Regions from separate parts of the Mus musculus genome. Here all the other regions are linked to region 3. The links are chromatin contacts, called in public HiChIP or PLAC-seq and Micro-C maps. All regions are on one chromosome and are shown on one strand. Each heading gives the region's core, a stretch centred on a gene start, on an enhancer-like site or on the middle of the called end of the contact. The rest is flanking DNA. Distances are from core to core; before and after follow the strand shown. Region 1 overlaps Map3k1 (mitogen-activated protein kinase kinase kinase 1). Region 2 has its middle 9.7 kb from the start of Gm33849. Region 3 overlaps Gm15322 (a long non-coding RNA gene).

Region 1 (4,322 bases), core at 1,730-4,229, 240 kb before region 3:
CATATTGGCGTGCAGGGAACTGGAGAGCATCAGGGGCTGGAGGGGGGCTAGGAGCGCCTGCCCAGGCTTGGTGGCAGTGCAGCCACAGTGACATCCTACACTGAGGTCCAACTCTCTAGCACAGGCCTCTTTGTGGGCACCTGGCCTACTTTGCCAAGAACCGGGGATAACATTACCAGAAATGCTTAATTTGTATCAACTCATGAAATTATGGCTTATTTCTCACTTTTGGACAGGGTCGCATATATCAGTTAAAACCCACTGTGACCAAGGATGGCCTCGAGCTGCCTGCCTGCCCAGCTTTCCCTTCCAAGTGCTGGGATCATCGCTACCCCTGGCTCACATTAGCTTCTGAGGGCTAATCTGAAAGTATAACTTTTGCCATAACCGAGTATTTTATAATTTTAAAACCATCTTCTCATGACTATTAGCTATTCGGTCAGTTAATATTCATTATTTAGGCATCTGTCATTTCAAGATATATCTTAAGCTCAAACAACAACAAAACAAATGACTGGACTCCTGTGAATTACACTTGGTGCTTCTGACTTCACACACACACAACACACACACACACACACACACACACACATTCTATACCACGTTCTAACTCCTTAAAGTTGTGGGTTTAAAAGATTTATTTGTGTGTGTGTATGTGCGTGCGTGTGTGTGTGTGTGTGTGTGTGTGTCTGCATGTGTCTGAGTACTGCCCATGGAGGCCAGAAGAGAGTGTCAGATCTCTCAGAACCCAAGTTACAGATGGCTGTGAGCTGCCATCTTGGTGTTGGGACCCAAACCCAGGTCCTCTGCAAGAGCAAAAATGCTTGTCACAGCTGAGCCATCTCGCCAGCCCCTGTAGTTGTATTAATTAGTTCATGATCTTGATATAAATCCTTTTACAGGCTGTATAATACAGAGGAACATGTCGCAAGTACGGATCAATTCAGCCCGTAGGTTACATATCCCTTAAAAATTACCAGATGCTTGTATAGTTCAGCAAAGTGGAAAATCTAAGATACATGCCAAGTAATTAATTAAGCCATGTTACCAAAAGTGTATCAACCCTCTAAAAATCATGACTACAAAATTATGAAATAGCATTCCTTAGCTAAGACGCTGGCATGTTTGCTAAGCGTCCATGTCTCAGCTTCTCAGCAGAGAGCACACTATTTATTATTAAAACCCTGAGACTGAAAAGGCCCAGGTGGATCGCACTCCTCCGTAGGTCTGGATTTGCAGGTGGATCCCAGGAATCCCTGCAGTGACAGGATCATCTCAGTAACAGGATCATCTCAGTAGCAGCCCCACCCCTGAGAGTGCAGCTCCCAGTAGATCATGGCCCCAGCCACATGCCATATGTCACTCTCCCTAGTCACTCTTTAGAATAGTTCTCTTCTTCTCTGCCAATGTGTCCATCATGAGACGAGCCAGTTGGTTGGGACACTGAAACGTGCAAAGTGCTGTTTAGATGGTGTTAGGAGCATCCTGGCTGCCGGCTGCCCCTTTACTGCAAGATGAACCAACTAGAGCTGACTGCCTTGTCTGGAAAACCCGAAGGTCACAGGAAGGGAAGGGGATCAGGAAAAACGACGCTTTGCTCGGTAGGGGGCGCTCTTTCCTTAAAAATGTAATTTAGACGATTATTAATAGCAAAGGTAGCCTGCCCACAAATCACTTCGAACAGAAGCAGCACTCACTCTGACATCCTGCCCCAAATATAGCTGGAGTCAAGGTCTTCCTAAGTATGCCTTCCTCACCTCAGGGGCACCCTGAAGCCGTCCTAAGTGCCAGTGTCTTTTCACTTTTGATGACTCAGCAGGATCACACTTCTATGGCTTTACGCTGGCAGGGCTTGACTCATGACTGTCGGGTGCGTGCTTCTAAACCTCCCGTCGGAACCACTTTCCAGTTTTAACAACAACCGTGTACTGGGCGAGAGTGTGACAGAAACTATTATTCCCACTAAACCAACAGCGACTCCTTCGTGAGCACGCGGGTCAGCCAATGCTCTCTGTCAGGAACAGCAATCTCACTTAACTCTCAGTCAGGCTGATAACGGACGACACAGTTCTAAGCCTCAAGACTTTCAAACTGAAACATGAAAACCACTTGGCAGTGTTCTGATAGAACCTGAGTTTTCCTAGCACGAGGGAAGGGAGAACAAAAGCTAACCCTACCATGCTCTCCCGAGGTGTGTCCCCCCAGGACTGGTGCCCGTGCTCCCTTCATGCAGTGCTCCCTGGGGCACGGCGGACTTTTTTTTTTAATTGGAATTATTCCTTTGAAGGGAGAGTGTTTTGCCTGCATGTCCATAGGCGCATCCGGAGTGTGCTTAAGTACCGGAGGAGGTCAGAAGAGGGTACTGGAGTTACAGTTAACTGGGACCGGAGTGAATCAACAGTGCTCTTAACTGATGAGCGGCCCATCTAGACCCCCTCAGCCCCACCCCTTTTATCAGCCTATGGGCTCACATTTCCAAGGCCCTATGGTCAGTCACCCCATACTGCCCTAGACACTAACTGAGCTCCCCTCAGGCTACAGCCCCTGTAACAGTGCAGAGAACCTTCCTCCAGCCTCCTCAGCACACAGCTCCTCACTCGTCTGTCTGTCCCTACCACCAGACTGGGAATGAAGACAGAAGTGGGTTTCAAGTCTACTATCACTGTCTTACTAGAAAGGTTGGCACAAGGGATGGACTAGGCAAGTACATGCTGAGTAGGGTGGACTGTCCTCCTCGGACTGGGTCTACCTGAGGGCAAGATTTGTCTTACTCAGCTTTCAGTTTACAAGCAGTGCTAACGGATGCCCCTGGTATTTGCAGATGCTTGTGAAGGAAAAAAAAATGCCCTTCCTTCCTGTAGGAGCCTCCGAACCAAAAAGATCCTTCTCTGGTAGAAACATCTGCTGTGCCCTGAGGGGCGCTGCATGGAGAAGGGAGGTCAGATGCTAGGCAAGAGGTTTAAAGAGACAGAATTTGGCCCCAGGAAAACACCAAGGCAGGATTAGCAAGAAACCACCCTGAGTCCAGATCATTTGTCCTTAGTCAGGGGGCTTTCCCATTGCTTGAAACTTGCCCATGTGATCTAGTTAATTTGATTTTCCTGAAGTTAGTGACAAAACACAGCCCCGAGGAAGATCCAAGAGTCTGTGTCGGGGAGGCGGACAGCTGTGCCGTCTCAGCCAAGCAACCTGGGAGGCAGTGGAGAACTAAGGCAGTCAGGGGGGTGGTGTCCAGGGATGGCAAGTGCAGGAACTGCGAACCCAGACACAGGGTAAGATAGAGCTGGCAGGAAGCAAGCAATGCTGTCTGCACATAGTAACTGTATGGGTGGTGGGCTTTCTTATGACATTTCATACATGTGTGTAATATACTCTGATGTCCACCACTACCCTCCCGATACCTCATCCCACTGGCCCCCTTCCTATCAAATAGTCCTCTTTCTACTTTGGGGCCCGTGTGTGTATGTCACTCACACACACACACACACACACACACACACACACACACACACAATTCCACAGAAGAGAGAAAATATGCCGTATTTATCTGAGTCCTGCTTACTTTAACATCTGTGCATTTTCCTGCAGACAGCATGGCTCCGTTTTTCTGTGTCCGAATAGAATTGCCTTGCGTATGCTGACAGCACGCTTTCTTTACCTCGTCATCCACGGATGGGCGCCTAAACTGGCTGTCTACCTTGCAGAGAGTGTAGATAACTCTGCTGTATTCTGACTTAAGACTCTTTAGGAATCTGCTGGGGGTGGGACAGCTGGATCACACAGGAATTCTGCTTGTGTTTGTCTAAGGAACCTCCACGCTGGCTTCCACAGTGGTTAAACTAGTTAACATTCCTACCGGCAGGCCACAGCCCCCAACTCAGCTGCAGGTGCTGGTTTCCCAGAGGCAGGAATCTCAAAACAGCCTTTCCTTTTGGGTTTTTAAGACAGTGTCGTCTTACGTAGCTAAGGCTGGTCTTGAACTCACTATGTAAGTGAGGATGACCTAACCTTCCTCCTCCTATACTCCCCTCTGCTGGGGTCACACCCATACACTACCATACCCAGCTCCGTGGAGTTTTGGTTTGCACTTCTCCAATGGTTATGGATACTGACATTTTTCCATGTTCAGCATGTTCACCTGCTGGTCATTTGTATTTCTTTTGAGAGCCGCCTACTCATTTGTGTAACTATTGACCGGGTTATTTTTATGAGTCTTAGTTCTTTATATATACTAGGTATTCACTCTGTCAATGAGCAGCGGGGGAAACATGTTGTGGGAGCTTTTCTAATTCTTGTAGTTATCTTCTGAGCCACTGCAGACC
Region 2 (4,235 bases), core at 1,337-3,836, 170 kb after region 3:
CTCTCTCTCTCTCTCTCTCTCTCTCTCTCTCTCTCTCCCCTCCGTCTCATGGGAGAAGGCCTGGTACAGACCTGTGAGTGTTTACTGCATCTTCAAGCCTGGCCTCTGCTCCCCCACCCCCTGAGTCCCTGTGATTCCTCGGAGCATCACAGGCACAGAGCCTCAGTGTTCACCATGACTAGCCAGGCTCCCTGCAGAATGGTGGCGCTTCTGTGTTCCTTCCTTATACTACACGTGCACACACACACACACACACACACACACACACACACACATACAGCGGCCTGTTCTGGGGTTTTCAAGAAATTTATTTTTCTTGACCATATATTCTCAAGACAACATCCTTATTAATAGATCTGGCTTTGAACATTAGAAGCAATATTATCTGGGCTTTCATAAATGGATACCTCCGAGCTTTCCCACACCTGTGCCATCTGGCTATACCCATATCCCTGCCTATAAAAACACGTGTTTATCCTTGAGTATACCTGGGGCCAAAGGGGAGGGTGAGAGAGTGGGAGAACAGCACATTTATATACCCAGCAGGTTTTAGTAATACCCGAAAAGCATCAATGAATCTTCCTAAATTAGCCTAGGCAGCACCGTTGAGATTTCTGAGGCTGTAGGAAAACCTGCCCATGGTTAGTCAGGACAGGCAAGCTTCATTCACATGAGCGATACACAGGAGAGGATGCGAATCATTTGAAAACATGCATTCCTTCTGCAGCTTGGCCCTTTCCAGTTCATAGCTCTTTGTTTACCTGTGTTCTCATGTGTCCTTTAGTGTTAGGATTACCGTAGCCACCAAGACCTAATCTCAGGGAGACTACCACCCCATAGTCCAAGAATTCTTTTACTCTGCTAAAAAAAAAAAAAACAAAAAACCCGCAACTGACTGGGTCTGCTCTGCTCTGTGTAACCTGTGTTCAAGGGCTGTGTACTAGAAAGGCCCCATTCATAGCCTTTCATAATTGCTGGTGACCAGATGACCTCCGTCCATGGAAAATGAGAATAATTTGAGAACAGCTTTGTGAAATGCACGGGCCCCGACCTCAGCCAGTCTTTATGGGCTGAATTGTCTTCCTCGGATTCCCATGTTAAGGCCGTAATCCCTGGTGAGAAGGCTGTGGAGAGCTTTAAGGAGCAGTGGGTGTTACAGATGTCGGCAGGAATGTGGTTCTAATCCAGAAGCTCTGGAGAAAGGGAAGAGGAGAAAAGTGAGGAGAAGGACGAGGAGAGAGAAGAAAAGATCAGACTCTGCAGGCATATACCGAGAAAAGGCCATGAGGCATCGAACTGGTGCCAATCCATGAAGAGAAGTGTCAGAAAAAACTGACCTTGGCCTCCGGACTCCAGAACAGTGAAAACCTACTTTCTGTTGTGTTAGTTGACCGTGGTCCCAAACAGTCTCACAGGAAGATCCAGCTTAAGCTGGATCACTTCCAAAGTGTGGTCTTGAATGCCCAAGTAGGGGTGTATGTGTGTGTGTGTATATACAAGCACATGTATGCATGATACACATGTCTGTGAAGCACACATTGAGGGAAGAGATTATATTCTGCTCTAAAGCACACTCCTACATTTATTGCTCATTCATAGACAGTAGGTTTTCAGTAGCTTGATGGCCTTGGTTTAGTCAGTTGTGAAAGGACAGGTTCCGGCCCAAGACAAAGTTCTCAGCGCGAAGAAGCTGTATTTACTGAAAAGGAACAAAGGTCAGAGAATCAGAGACAAAGACAGGAGATAGAGGATGAGAGAGAAGGGGAAAGGACCAAGGGGGTGGGGGAGGGATATTTGTCCCCAAAGGACAAAGGACTTTCTCTGGATAGAGAGGAGACAGATCTGGCCCGTAGGCATATGGCGGCATAGGATGATGTGTTTAATTTTGATTGGACATGTTAATCACAGCAACCAAAAAGAGGCTTTTGAATGCCAGACTTCAGTACTATGCTAGCTGGACATTGGTAGTCAGCCTCAGGAGGAGACAGTGCCCAAATGAGGAAAGTGACTTTGGTGGCTAGCTTTAGGAATGTAATCTAAGAGATTTTAGCAAGGAAAAGGAGATGGGGAGGGGGAAGTGCAAGGCCACGTTTGTGATGCGTGGGTCCGCTAGAGCCCCTTTAGGCTCAAAAGATGAACAGAGCAGATTCTTGAATATAACGTTTCCTGGCCCAGAGTCTGGTGATGCCTGCAGCCTTTATAGGAAGATTCTCCATGATTTTGGGTAACTTGGGCTAAAACGTAAGACATACTATGAATTGCTCTCACATAAAGGGTAACGACAGAATCATTCATTTGGTTGAAACAGACGTGATTAGTGCTTGGAGCAGTTGGAAGGGGAACTCTTTCCTGTTTCTCTTTTATTTTAAAATATATTATACGCTGTTCATTTACTGGGAACTAATCTTCTAGCATATTTAAAGACTCCCTAACCACTGGAGGAGGGTACTACGCTGCCTTCTAACCTCAAGACACTGAACACATTCTTCTAACTCTGTGTATCAGGTTCCCAATCTGTAAAATGGGCCTGGTCATGGTACTCAAGTCTGAGATTGCTGTGGTGGTTAAATCAAACATTACACCCAAAATCCATAAATCAATGTCAGGCAGAGATTAGAAGCTTAATCGTTGACAGGTATGTGGGCACTGTATCAATACTGTTATTTTAGTGGTCATTTTATGGATCTAAACGCTAAATTTAAACTTACTCAAAGACATTGCCTAAAGTCACTCGGCTCACCAGTGTTACATTCAGGATTCAACTCCAGATCCATCCACCTGACACCAAAAGTCTAAGATTAGAATCATCCAACAGGTCCTCCGCTTTTCCAGCCAAAGAGATCCGACCCGCACACTCCTACAAACAGCTGGAAAGCATTCAGCGAGAAGAATTCTTAAGTTACTCTAAGGAGACTTGTTCCTTCCAGGCTGACATCTCTGCCCGACCTGAGCCATCAAACCCTTTCTTTGCCTTTCGCAGAGGCTCCTTTTTCTTCCTCCGTACTGATTCTGGGAAGGAAGAGCCGGCAACGAGATGAAAAGGGCAAATAAACACGTCCTGTGAGGATCCTATGAAAGGGGATTTTTGTTTTCCACTAGATACTGATAAAAAGATCAGACAGTCGTTTTGATGTTCCTCTCCCATAGTTAGGACTAGATTAAAGTGCGTGCATGACTCATGGAAATGACCCAGGCAGGAAAAAGGAGTCGCCTTGCTTTTTTGGATCTCTGGCCACGGTTTTTCCCCCGTGGGACCAAAACCAGCAGGGGTGGGCGGGTCCTGCGCCACCTGCTGTCAGCGGGCTGCGGAAACAAAGCTGGCTTAGGAATTTTCAGAACTTGGGGGAGTCTGGGAGAATGAGATTCGTTGGCCCCTCCTAGGGCTGCCATGTACCCCTTCTAAAAGAATTTTCTGCAATCAGTTTGTAAGCTTCTCGTCTACATTTTATCAGTTTTAACTTCCAAGTCTACCTTCACAGCAGGCTAGTCAATCCAGAAGGATGGACACACGCTTCAAAGATGCCCGCTATGATCCTGCCTCCTAGTTCAAGCCAGCTAGCAGGTTTGGGTTTGTATGTCCAACAGCTAAATCTCTGTTCCTTTATTGTTGTTACTGCTCTGTTGGAATCTGTCTAGTTTGTTTGGTTTTGTTGCTGTTTATTCAAAGACTGAAGGGTGGGGGGATCATCAGATTTCTCAGTCTGTGTTGCCCTGAGCCTCTGCCTGCAGAGACTTCCCCTCAGTCAGGAGTCATTCATTGGATGGCCTGAAAAGCCCAGGCTTGAACTCTGCTTACTCCCAGTGGATCTATTTCTGAATGTCCTTTCCTTGTTCACTCTGTTTTTCCCACTGTGGATTTGACATCTTGGAGGATCAGGTCGATCTGGAGTGCACCAGGCTGCCAGGCCAACTGGAGACCGTGCATAAGCTCAGGGGGCAGCCCCGACTCGGTTTGGACCATTTGAAGCCAGAAGCAGAAAATATCTGAGAATTCTGGATCTTTGAGAATCTTTGAGAGAAACCAAAAATAGTAGATCTCCTTCTTTGGTAGCGAAATGATTCGGTATTCAAAAGTTTGGACTAATTTGAATTTTCAAAGCAGTCAGTATAGACCTAAAGGAAACCCACGTGGGGTAGCATGCAGCTTGCCTGCTGCTAACGTGACCTTTCGGGTAAATTATACATCAGAGCCTAGTTCTTCCTACTTATTTCCTCTTCTCGTTGAACAGACAGCT
Region 3 (3,852 bases), core at 993-3,492:
TGTGCCTGGCTCTCAAGGGACAGTCCCTCCCAGCTTCCTCACCTCCAGGGAGCAGAAACTCTGCCCCTTTCACCAGTCCCCTCTAACCAGGAACAGAGCTGGCACTGAAATGCAGTTACACGCTTGCTGGCTGGCTCCTGGGCTAGCTGCCTGCAGAGCCTCAGGGGCCAGGTCAGTTCGACCCAACCCAGTGGATCAGACTATGAGGCATGTCTGCCCCTCCCCCTCAGCTCCTGGGATTTTCTTTCCCACTCTGCTTTGCTTCTTCCTTTCCCAGAGGTTGCGTACTCCCAAAAGAAAGGCACCCAGGGTATGCATGCTCCCTCTGGAGTTGACTTACCTCTACTACCAAAGGGGTGTGGTATCTATCCAACCCCACCAAGCAAGATGAGCAGGTCTGGATTATTTATTCTTGTTTACCACCTCCCGTCTAGACATCAGAACAGTGTGATGTGTGACAGCGCTCTCGATCCCGTGCAGAGGAGACACTATTTGAGTCGTCTACTCCTGAGGATGACGAGTGTCTCCTCAGGCGTCCAACATCGAGACTGTCACTTTATGTAGAAGAATCAGCACCTTCCCGTAGTGAAGAAATAACGCTGTTGAAGATGGGTGATTCATGGTGACAGGAGCCTCGGGTACATCCAGGGAGAGCAGCCCTGGAAGTGGGGGCGGGGAGGGGAGGAGACACGGGCTTCACATCTCAGAGAGATCTGCAGCCCATCAGGGCACACATTGGATGAGCCTGTGTATCTTTCTTCATCCTAACTAGAGAAACCAGGTCAGCCTTCCTGGCCTTCCTGTTGCTGCTGTTAACACGGGGCAATCGTTGAGTCTTCGTGCCTTCATGATCTGTGTGACTTTGAACTTGATGTGACTCAGGGATTGAAGAGATGGCAAACAAACAAACAAACAAACAAACTTTAAAAATCAGATCCAGTGGACGGTGCATGTGGGTGAAGACATCAGCTGCAGCCCATGCATTCAGAGAATGTATTATGTGCAGTACAACCGGGGAGGGGCTTAGTCAGTCAGAGTTCCCTGGAAGGGAACAGGATCAGGCAGCAGGCATCTGGGACTAGGAATATGTAGCCGGTACTTTCTATACACGTTGTCAACACTCATACTTAGACTATGGGAAGGCCTTGTAATTCCCCTGAGCCTGACCTAGGATTGGTCAGGTCTTTCCATCACCATGGGACTGACGTATGGGCCTACAGACAGGACTTTATCCCAGCCCACAGACTTTCCATCCTTCTTTGGGTTTCTTTAATTTTTTTGCATGCTGCCTATCACTGCCTGATATTAAATTATATATTTGTTTACTTGTCTTTTGTCTTTCTCCCTCGTCAGAAGACAACTTCTATATCTATCTATCTATCTATCTATCTATCTATCTATCTATCTATCTATCTATCTACCTATTCTTGCACACTGCCATGAACACAGCATCTAGGAGAGTTTCCGACATATAGCAGATGCTCACTAAACAGTCTCTGAGTAAAAGAATTGAATAAAAGAACAGAACCCTTGAAGAAAGCGGCTGTGTGTTATCTTGTCAGTTAGGGCCCACAGCCTGAGTGAGAAGGGAGTGCCTGTGCCCCCTCAGTTCAGAAGGATGTCAAGATAAATAGAGACTGGCAGCAAGGTAGATGTAGCTGTCCAGCCCATATCTTCTTGATCACATTTTAATGCTGTCAGCATTTCCTGAGCCATACATGGCCCTTCATGAGGCGTGGCTGTTCCCCAGTGGTAGCAAAACTCCCAGGAGCCTGCCCATTGTTCAGGACTGGTATTTTTGCATAAATGCTTTGTACATCCCTTGCCAGCTCTGTGTGGTCAGTTTTGTTTATAGCTCACCCTCGAGTTGTTTATAGTGACTAGCCCAGGGTGCTCAGAGTTAGTCAGGCTCCATCAACCGTGTGGATTTGCCTCAGGATGGGTGAGACTGGTTGGGTAGCATGGGGTTAGGCAACAGGAGATAATGCATCCTTTCTCCTCCCCCGAGAAGCAACTTGCGGTTCTCACAGTGTGTCTTCACTGTACAGTAGATGCACAAGCTCCAGCTAGTGTGAGAACCAGACTTGCATGAGAAAAAAACACAGTCATGGCCCAGTTCCTGCAAGGCTCCCGGGCTCTGTTCTCAGCATTGAGAAAGTCCAAATGCCTAAGCCGCTGACCCCGTGGTGTGTCGGTGGGTTTGCACAATTCCCAGGGGTCATTTAGTCATTTGTACCCCACAGGGGAGAGCAAGTGAATTCTGAGTAGAGGAAGATGTGGGTGCTCTTAGGGCGTGACACGACGTCCTTCTCCAACCCCCACTAAGCCATTGATCTACTACCGGAACCATCTCTCCTGGAAACAGCTCACTCCTTACTGTCATTCTTCCCTCTGCTTTTGTAAGCTCCAGGGTGTTTGAAAATACCGCTGGACTCTTCATCGTCTTGCACCAGTTTCTTTCTCTGGCTGGAAAATGTTAGTGCGACTTGGCCTGGTTATTTGTCAGCAGAGAGCAGTCATTCCTCAGCTGGGGTGGAATTCCCTGGTGATCTTTCCCCTTCCAATCATGCAACAGTCCCACATCGCCTTTCTCCTGTTGTAATTTCCCCGGTTACATTAAAGCCTGTGGGCTTTTCTGAAGTTATTGCTTGTAAAGACATATTTAGAAATTGTTTATGGGGCTATTTTTAGTGCAAAAGCATGCAATGAGCTCTAATTGTCACTCTTCCAAAACTCCACAAGACTCCAAAAGGATCCCACTAAAGTTCTAGGGACTAGGTGCAGGGTAATTCATCACTGGGATGACAGCACAACCCTTGGTACCACACTGAAGGATGTCTGCTGGTCACCATGGAGAACACTACATAATCTTCCTTCATTTTCTAAGACACTAGCTGACTGGTGTCTCAGATGAAGGACTGAGTTGGAGAGTGGAGGTGCTTAGTCTGTTTTGATGAATGTTGAATTCCAACTACACAATGCATTGGCGGTCCTACAGAAGGCACTTGGCTAATGTGTGCTGAATGGATGGATGCCTTTCCTATCTATGAGGTGCCCACTTTCATAACTGATGGACCTGAGGCCACCAAATGGCTGTTGTTCTTATTCATGTGCTTGATCTACATACATGATGGTGGTTAACGAATTTGTGATTTATAGTTTCAGAACTCAATATAGTATCTATCCTCAGATAATTACAAAGGGGTAGGGGATTCTGGGAAGCTTATAGCATCTTGAAAATAATAGGGGTATGTTTACTGTGTGGAAACTAGTCAAAACAAACCATTTTGATCCGAGCACTACTCTACCCTGTGTTGCTACTCGTGACGGCGGTGTGTGTTTTCTTTTTCACACACTAAGACTCTAGAACAAGTGGTCCAAGTCCACGTTTGGGCTCGTTCATTTGGATGGCCTGAGAAGAGGCCACTCAGCATATCTCTGTGCCTCCCTTTCTCCAACTACTGATCAAGAACAATAGTCTGTACAGTGAAGACGTAGGTGCTGAGGACGAAATTATGTATTCTAGAACAAGCAGTTAGGAATTGCCAATGACTAGGTCTTGGCGTTTAGAAGGTGAGGTCTTCCAATCCTTCCTCTTTGGGGGGTTTGGAAGTCACCCCTGGGGGTGTTATTACACTCCCCCCAATTCTAGGCAGGAGCACCTCTTATTTCTCTCAGGATCCATGTTCTTCTTAGTGCTCCATATATATTTGTGTGTAGGTACTTTGCAAAGTGTGTAGACCCCGGTGATTGAGTAAGCTCTTAAAATGCACAATCTCTACATCTTAGCTCATCGAAACTTTGTGTATTGTATAATAGGTCATAAAACATCTTCCACAATATTATATCTGA

What was found. HiChIP or PLAC-seq counts read pairs in DNA pulled down with a chosen protein or histone mark. Hi-C and Micro-C count contacts between places; a contact is called where the count stands out from the background.
Region 1: a contact with region 3 is called in a RAD21 HiChIP or PLAC-seq map of pro-B cells, with 4 times the contacts expected there. The contact joins two enhancer-like sites. A contact is called at or near these places in 3 of 15 datasets of contacts at CTCF or cohesin (large pre-B cells, pro-B cells and stem cell-derived epiblast-like cells), 7 of 484 Hi-C or Micro-C datasets (the C2C12 cell line, bone marrow-derived macrophages, brown adipocytes and 4 more), 7 of 115 datasets of contacts at active chromatin or transcription factors (bone marrow-derived macrophages, embryonic stem cells, fetal liver and 3 more) and 2 of 9 other capture datasets (bone marrow-derived macrophages and embryonic stem cells).
Region 2: a Micro-C map of brown adipocytes shows a contact between it and region 3, with 3 times the contacts expected there. The contact joins two enhancer-like sites. A contact is called at or near these places in 2 of 15 datasets of contacts at CTCF or cohesin (the NIH/3T3 cell line and large pre-B cells), 6 of 484 Hi-C or Micro-C datasets (bone marrow-derived macrophages, brown adipocytes, cumulus cells and 2 more) and 7 of 115 datasets of contacts at active chromatin or transcription factors (embryonic fibroblasts, embryonic stem cells, fibro-adipogenic progenitors and 3 more).

Annotation. Positions count from the first base shown.
Region 1 is chr13:111,786,727-111,791,048 of GRCm38.p6, forward strand. The region is part of intron 1 of Map3k1 (mitogen-activated protein kinase kinase kinase 1); the gene reads right to left. Among named protein-coding and RNA genes, the nearest start is that of Map3k1, 20 kb to the right of the region's middle. Within about 2 kb of position 2,980, at least 116 of the 459 cell types and tissues checked have an H3K27ac peak or open chromatin away from gene starts, as enhancers often do. A contact at or near this core is called in heart atrium and pro-B cells, where this site is marked.
Region 2 is chr13:112,193,770-112,198,004 of GRCm38.p6, forward strand. No RefSeq gene overlaps it. Among named protein-coding and RNA genes, the nearest start is that of Gm33849, 9.7 kb to the left of the region's middle. Within about 2 kb of position 2,587, at least 44 of the 459 cell types and tissues checked have an H3K27ac peak or open chromatin away from gene starts, as enhancers often do. A contact at or near this core is called in brown adipocytes, where this site is marked.
Region 3 is chr13:112,023,224-112,027,075 of GRCm38.p6, forward strand. The region is part of intron 2 of Gm15322 (a long non-coding RNA gene); the gene reads left to right. Among named protein-coding and RNA genes, the nearest start is that of Gm41061, 16 kb to the right of the region's middle. Within about 2 kb of position 2,243, at least 22 of the 459 cell types and tissues checked have an H3K27ac peak or open chromatin away from gene starts, as enhancers often do. A contact at or near this core is called in brown adipocytes, heart atrium and pro-B cells, where this site is marked.